Linked DNA regions of Mus musculus: region 2 is linked to region 1. A link is a contact called in public HiChIP or PLAC-seq data. All regions are on one chromosome and are shown on one strand. The core of a region is the stretch at or near the end of the contact, and the rest is flanking DNA. Distances in the headings are between cores, read along the strand shown. Region 1 holds the start of Lrrc1 (leucine rich repeat containing 1). Region 2 holds the start of 4930429F24Rik (RIKEN cDNA 4930429F24 gene).

The links. HiChIP or PLAC-seq counts read pairs in DNA pulled down with a chosen protein or histone mark.
Region 2: an H3K27ac HiChIP or PLAC-seq map of thymic regulatory T cells shows a contact between it and region 1, with 11 times the contacts expected there. The contact joins the promoter of 4930429F24Rik here to the promoter of Lrrc1 in region 1. A contact is called at or near these places in 1 of 484 Hi-C or Micro-C datasets (muscle stem cells) and 1 of 115 datasets of contacts at active chromatin or transcription factors (thymic regulatory T cells).

The regions. Positions count from the first base shown.
Region 1 is chr9:77,543,107-77,546,757 of GRCm38.p6, forward strand. It overlaps Lrrc1 (leucine rich repeat containing 1), which reads right to left and starts at 1,746. Exons shown (of 14, transcript NM_001146048.1): 1 at 1,359-1,746. The coding sequence starts at 1,517.
Region 2 is chr9:79,792,304-79,795,965 of GRCm38.p6, forward strand. 4930429F24Rik (RIKEN cDNA 4930429F24 gene) reads left to right here and starts at 1,338. Exons shown (of 3, transcript NR_040734.1): 1 at 1,338-1,562; 2 at 3,437-3,582. Tmem30a (transmembrane protein 30A) reads right to left here and starts at 1,127. Exons shown (of 7, transcript NM_133718.4): 1 at 671-1,127. The coding sequence starts at 907.

The DNA.
Region 1 (3,651 bases), core at 496-2,995:
AACCAGATCATGTGTTTGAAAATGCCTGCAAAATAATACATGCCTGAGGGATCTGGGTGGTTTTCCTACTGAATTAAATTAAGGGCTGGGAGGGGTGCTCTGCAGAGATCCGAGTGAGGGTAATCTTTGTGATTACACAGAGGAGGCCATGGGAACCAAGAAAAGTTAATTCAAGACGAACTTCACTCGAGATGTTGAGAGAAACACACTTGTGATTTTCTAAACTCTGTCAGCACTGGCGATCGTTATCAGTCCGTGTTCCAACAAACCAGACATCTGATCAGAGTTTCTTTGAAAATGGCAGGACATCATCAGCGGTAACAAAGGACAAACAAGGTACTTGCATTCCGAGGCTCGGGCCTTTAGGCTCTCTCCGGGCCTCCCAGCGGACTTCCATTTCCTGCACCTCTGGATTGCCACTGGCTTACTTCCTCCTTACACCTGGGTAAAGGATGCGTCCTCCTTAACAGTTAAAGCTAGAATCCCGAGGCAAATTCAAGGGTTAAAAGTTCAGCGTCTAACCCCAGCAGGGCCTAGAAGCACAATCAGTATCTGTCACAGGCCAAGTTCGGTGCGGCAGATGATTAATTTTCATAAACAACTCTGAAAAGATATGGCATTAGTGATAGGACAGACCCAAGCAAGCTCTGTGGTGGCGGAAAGGCAGCAAGCAGGGCTGACTCGCAGCGGGAGCCACTACACACGTTCATCGCAGTTCCAACCACGCAACAGGTCCACGCACGCAGTGCACCAGCGGCGGGAACCTGGGCACCTGCAGCAGTTCTCCTCCTGCCCAGCACCCCAATGCGGCCACGGGGCTACCGAAGCGGACCAAGCGCCATCTCTCCAGGGCATAGCCCACAGAGATAAGGCCCGGAGCACATTCCTTACAGATGCCAAGATATACTAAAGCTTACTTTCGCGCTGCTGGGTCCCCACATCCTCTGGGACCTGCGTTAGCCCAAAATGAGGAGCTCCAAGCCACTAGCTGGAGAATTGGCTGCTAGCCGATCGCCCCGGGGCGTGATGGGGCGCATGGTCGCCCCCAGCTGGGAACAGTGTGAGCTACCTGGCTTCTCACCTAACCGGCATTAGTTCCCAGACGTGGATCTAAGCCACTTAGTGGACCAGAACGTTTCTCCACTAGCCATGTAACTACTTGTTAAATACCAAGTCTTTCGGTATAAATGAAAAACAACTTTTATTGGAGGATGGGTTTAATCGGGAAGCAGGGGAGGGGGGCACAGGGAGGGCTGAGGGCAGTAGTGGGACCCCGCTGGCCAGAGTCTCCCAGAGCGAAGCAGTCAGCGGAGGAGCGCACGGACCCGGCCACCGCGCCAGGTGAGGCGGGCACTCACCTCGGGGAGCTCCCGGAGCTGGTTGGCGTCCAGCAGCAGCTCCTCCAGGCTGCGGGCATAGCGGTAGATCTCCTCGGGGACGTAGACCAGCGAGCAGTGGCGCTTGTCGATGGCCTCCACATGACGGTTGCACCGCCACAGGGGAATGCAGTGGAACATCGCCGCCTCCACCACCAGAGCCGTGTCCCGCCGAGCCGCGGAGCCCGGGGCTCGGAGCCCGCTCCGCCCGGCCGCCCCGCTGCTCCCCGCCCGCCGCCCGCTCCAAGCTCGTTGCTGGCTCCAAGCTCGCTCGCGCCTCGCAAGGACTCCACCGTCCCGAACGTTCTGAGGAAGCCGCGGGAACCCTCGCCGCGTCCCGCGCCTTCGCCACAGTCGCGAGCGTCCCCTCCCACCGCCCCCTCCGCCGCGCTCCGCTTCCTACTCGCGGCCGCCGCGCACTGGGCATGCGCACTCGGCGGCACGCAGAGGGCGTGTCCCGGCCGGGGATGCTCCGCTCCGGGTTTTCCTGGAGACCCGGCTCCCGGGAGGGTCGGGAGACGGTGCTCCTGCGGTCCTCTCCTCCGCGGGGAGTCGCACAGTGTGCGATTCTGGAGGGAGCCGCGCCCCAAAAAGCTCCTAAGGAGGGCAGGGACCGAAGGCCAGAAGGAGCAGAACAACTTCGGAGTTTTCATTTTACTCACCGTGCTTTTTTTTTTCTTGCTCCCCTTCCCCAAAACAACTTTCTCTTCCGGGGTCAGGAAGTACCGCCCCGCCGAGTACCTTGAGCGCGGGGTAATGAAGGAGTCGGTTCTGGCTTTCCGACACCCCCTCCTCCTAACCCCCGTTTGTGCCCTGTGTCTGCGCACACTCGCTGGCAGGCCCTACGACCTGAGAGCATCTTTGGTGAGCAGGACTTATCTGAGATGTACGTGTCACCAACTTCCTGGTGCCAACAAAAGCATGGATGTCCGTCTTCAAAAATCTTCTAAAAGATGCTCCGAGAAGAAAGGAGATGGCAAAGGTGCGCTTCAGCATTAGCTCCACCTTAGCCAGATGTGCTTTGGGGGCTAACCTGGGCTGAGGTACAGAAAGCACTGGTGCAGGAAGGCAGATGAACCTCCAATAGCTGGCTCCTGTATTTCTTCAACAGCACCCTGCGTCTTACAAAGGGGAGATTGCAACCCACGCTGTAGTTTGGGGCGGGGAGCCCCAAATTTCTTCCTTTGCTCCTCAGAGGTTCCCGTTACCACAGCCAGACATTTGAACCCCTTTTCTTCTGTTTTCAGAGTCAACGATACAAACTAACCAAACTCACTCCACATGAACAGTTGATGACTCCGTTTTAGGCCAAATACAATAGCTAATAGACTGTTTTAAGAGTCTTCTCTGACTCCCCACCCAGCAAAGGAAGCCTTATGCTCCCTCAGCTCAAATCTGGAGTCACCAACATCACAATATGCAGAAGATTGAAAATTGAGCTTGCTTAGTAACCAAGGCAGAGTTTGCTCTGAAACTTTTTTTCATTGTCTCTTCAGTATTTTTAACTGCACAGGGCACTTGCCCAGGGGGAGAGGGGGAGAGATACATAAAGGTTTCGTCTCTATCAGGAGGATCTCTTGTCTTGATTGATGAAGGAGGAAATTTGACCTGTTTTTACCTCAGGATTATCACCTAGACTTGATGGTTACAGCCAGTACCTAATTCCTGCCACTATGCTGACTTCACTTTTTAACCTGACTTGGTGCCTGCATTCTTGAGGCGGACTTTGAGCCTCCACTCCTCCTTCATTCTTGCATTCCAGAAGTGTGTATAAAGCCCATGTCCTGCCACCTCCCATGAAAAACTCTGATTCCTGATTGAGACATCCAAGAAGATACGTCACTAACTTTGTGGGTTTTCCAGCTGGTTTTTTTTTTTTTAAGTTATAGAAAGCTGAGCTACTCAGTTTAATGTTGTTGTATTTTGTTTTGTTTTGTTTTTCAGAAATACACTAGGTTGTTTTAATAAATGATTAGTATGTTTTTAACATATGTCTGGTCTTTTAAGGATTCCAACCTGAATAAGCATTCCTTATTCTTCTCTGTGTTGTGATCGTGTTTCTTCTTATGTCTAAAAACATTGTGGTTTCTGAACAGCTTACCTGCTTTGCAGATCCTGAAAACTACCGAAATCCACATGACTTAACTATCAGATTTGAATCCCGGCTACTCTGTGTTCTAGTTAGTTTCCTACTGGTGGGATAAATACCATGACAAAAAGCATCCTGGAGAGGAAAGGATTTGTTTGGCGTACATTTCCAGATCACAGACCATCC
Region 2 (3,662 bases), core at 88-2,587, 2.2 Mb after region 1:
TCCAAAAAAAAAAAAGTAATGCCAGTGAAATCGTTTATAGCTAGTTTCCAACTTATTTCGTGTGGAATCATTGATATGCATATTTTAAAAATCAAGCAGGAGGAATTAGGACCACTGTGGGGCATAATTAGAAATGAATACCGCCTAAAAACAAACCAGAACTGAAGTTTCATGCCTTTAACTATATCGTGGCCAACAACTAAAAATATCTAATTAGCTCAAAATCAAAGTTACTTGTGTGCGCTCTGTATGACTTAATTTCTTCACAGAAGAATCAATACCTTTATTGACTCCGGGTCCTACACCCAACCAATTTGTTAATCTCTGTGTCCCAGAATAACCCCCGCCCAAATAACAACAGTCTGCCCCTGTGAGTTGCCTCAGAGTTAAACACGTAAATCTAACTCTTTTTCCTCTTATCTCCTCCTAAAAGACATTCACTCTACCTCTCGGAAACCCACGCAAAGCGCCTCCAAAAAAAGTCTCGTCCACCCGACATTCTAGCTGTATTCATTCCATTTCCAGCCAGGTAAACCGAGAGCCAAAGGAAGCGAGCCCACAAAACTGCAAACTCAGAAAAGCCACAGAAGAAACCGAGAAGGCACCAGAGGGCGGGGCCCGCCTGTCACCTTCTGGGAGCCGGGGGATCACTGCCACGCCCCTCCCTCACCTCGATCTCACGGATGTTGTTGGAGGTGACGAAGATGCCGATGCCGATGGGGATGAAGATGAGGCCGATGATGAAGAAGGTGGGCAGCACCGTGCCGGCCGTGAGGATGGGCTGCCAGGCGGGTAGCCGTTGCTGTTTGAAGGCCGTGTTATCCGGCCTCCGGGTCTTGGCGGCGCCCCCGGGAGGACCCGCGGGCCCGCCGTCCACCTCATCCTTCGCGCTATAGTTCATCGCCATCGGCCCCCGGGCTTCGGCTCGGCCACGTCCAGCTGGGCCGCCCAGGGGACTTGCGTGCCGCCGACCCTGACAGGAGACGCGCAGTCACCGCTGCCGCTACCGCCTCCGCCACCCGCGCCGCCACCGGGGAGGCGGAAGAGGCGGGACACGCTTCTGCGGCCGGCCGCTGACCGGAAGCGGGCGTCTTTAGGAGACGCCCCAGGGAGGGAGAGAGAGGAAATGGGGAGATGATTGAGGGACGAGGGGAGGGGAGGGGGAGGAGGATGGAAGGGGGAGGAAAAAGACGGACGCACCCTGATCATCTGCCCTGTGACGACAAAGTGAGGGCTTTAGGCCGGGCGCGCGGCTACGTGAGCGCATGCGCGGCCCGGAGCGACGTCTGCGCACTAGGACGGTAGCGTCTTCGCTTCCCCGGGAGGACGCTTCTGTTGGCGCACACTTCCTGTTGTGGTTATCATGGAGACTTCTGGAGCCGTCAGGTCGGACTCGGTGACCTGGGCTACCTGTAATTTCGGCGCCGGGTTGACTTTTCTTATGACGCCTACGCCTCTTCTGAAGGGAGTTGTAGCGTCCTGGAGTCCACATGTTTAAAAGGATGCAGATCCCTATTGAATTTTAACTCGCCACTCAGTGTGCCTCTATGAATTTAAGTGAGGTATAACATGCGACCCATTTGATATAATAATAATAATAATGATGATGATGATGATGATGCAACCTAGTTTAGCCCTAATCCCTCGCTTCTGATCGATTTTCATTTATTTTTCTGTCTACTTCACATTGGTTTGGGAAGGTTATTGTAAAACATGACAGTGATTCTTTTTTTTTAAACTTGGTAATCAAAAACCAGAACATAATACCACTTGTTTAAAAAGGGGTATTAGTTTTAACCTGCCAAGGAAATTCTCGTTGAGACTATGTGTAATGTCAGCCCTTGAAAGGTAAAGGCAGAGTAATTGAAATTACAAGGCCAGTCTGAGCTACTTAAGAGGCCAGCAGGAAATCCATAGAGAACCTGTCTCAATAAATAAACAATAATTAGTAACTCAAAGACACCAAAGCAGTACAGAGAATACAAAGTGTAGAATTCAACTATAAAGCGTAAGATGCTAACCTCCATTGATTGACTGTAGGCAGGATTTTTTCTTTTCTATATTTTACAAATTTTCTTTTATAAGTGTGTAATTTTGCAAATTTACAAAAAAAATGATTATATAGCATCTACATTTTGAAATTGTGTTTGAAATCCAGACTATCTGACAGTACCTACTTTTAAAAAGTCTTTGTCTACAGTTTTGACTTGCTCCAGTATGTTCTTCTGTGATCTTGGATTTCCCGGCCCCGGGTTTTCCAGACAGGGTTTCTCTGTGTAGACCAGGCTCCCCTCAAACTTGTATAAATCCTCTTGCCTCCTGGGTGTTGTAATTAAAGGCCTGGGCCACCACAGCCTAGCTGATCTCAAATTCTTAAGGCCTCTAGAATCCTTAGGTTTGTATCTTGCTTTAGCAGCCTAAGTTTACCTTCAACCCCATTCAAATGGAAAAGAGTCTGTCATAGAGAGGCTTAGCCTGTTGTCTTAAACGTTCTGTTGGGTAAAATGTTCATCACAGTGTTGGGGATAATCATGGAGTCCTTTTTCTTTCTTTTTCCCCACTCCTGTTTAGATTATCACAGTTAGATGTGTTAGTTCCTTTATTTCTACTCTAGAACTCGGTTTAAATAGTGCTACAACTGAACCTTCAACATACAATTGAAAATATTCAGGGGAAAAAATTGCTTCTGAGCTAGTAAACACGGAGACAATTTCTCATCATTATCTTTTAAGTGGTTATTTCCATTGTACTAAGCAGTATAAATAATATAATCAGGAGACAGTTTGAAGGGTGTGGGGGAGATACATAGGTCATTTACAAGAGCTGCATTTTGTATAAGAGATTTGAGCACCTGAGGTTGTATCCACAAGTTTCTGGGACCTCTCCAGGATGCTGCAAGACACCTTAGTTTGCTTTAAAGCTTTGTTGCTGTTGTTGCAGGAGCAGTGATCTGATGGTTCTTGGTGTGCTTACCTACTTCCTGTTTCCTTTGGTTTGCTCAGAGCAAAGATTAACTGTCTCAGTTTTACTAAAAACTTCACTGGGGACTGGGTGATGATTACACACATTTCCTCCCAGCACTCCAGAGGCGGAGGCAGACAGATTTCTGTGAATTCAAGGCCAGTCTGGTCTATGTGAATTCCAGGACAGCCAGAGCTACACAATAAGTCCTTGTCTCAAAAGGTATCCTTTTTGTTTGTTTGTTTATTTGTTTTTGTTTTTGTTTTTCGAGACAGGTTTTCTCTGTGTAGCCCTGGCTGTCCTGGAACTTACTCTGTAGACCAGGCTGGCCTCGAACTCAGAAATCTGCCTGCCTCTGCCTCCTGAGTGCTGGGATTAAAGGTGTGCACCACCACACCCAGCCTTGTGTGACATTTCTTAATGCTATCAGATCAATAATCTGAAATGTATGTTTCATATAGTTTTCATTTTTTAGTTCAGTTACTACATTATGCCACTATGTCAGAAAGGAAGAAGAAGGAGAAGGAGAAGGAGAAGAAGAAGAACTTTGATAAATTAAGGAATGGAGAAAAGAAACCTAAAACAGTTGTTTTACTATTTGGCCAAAGTTCACACAGGTTTGTATGTCAGGCTCCTTCAGTACCTCAAGCTGCTTTAGTTCTCTATCATCTAAGCATACCCAAGGGTTTGTTTGAGTCTAC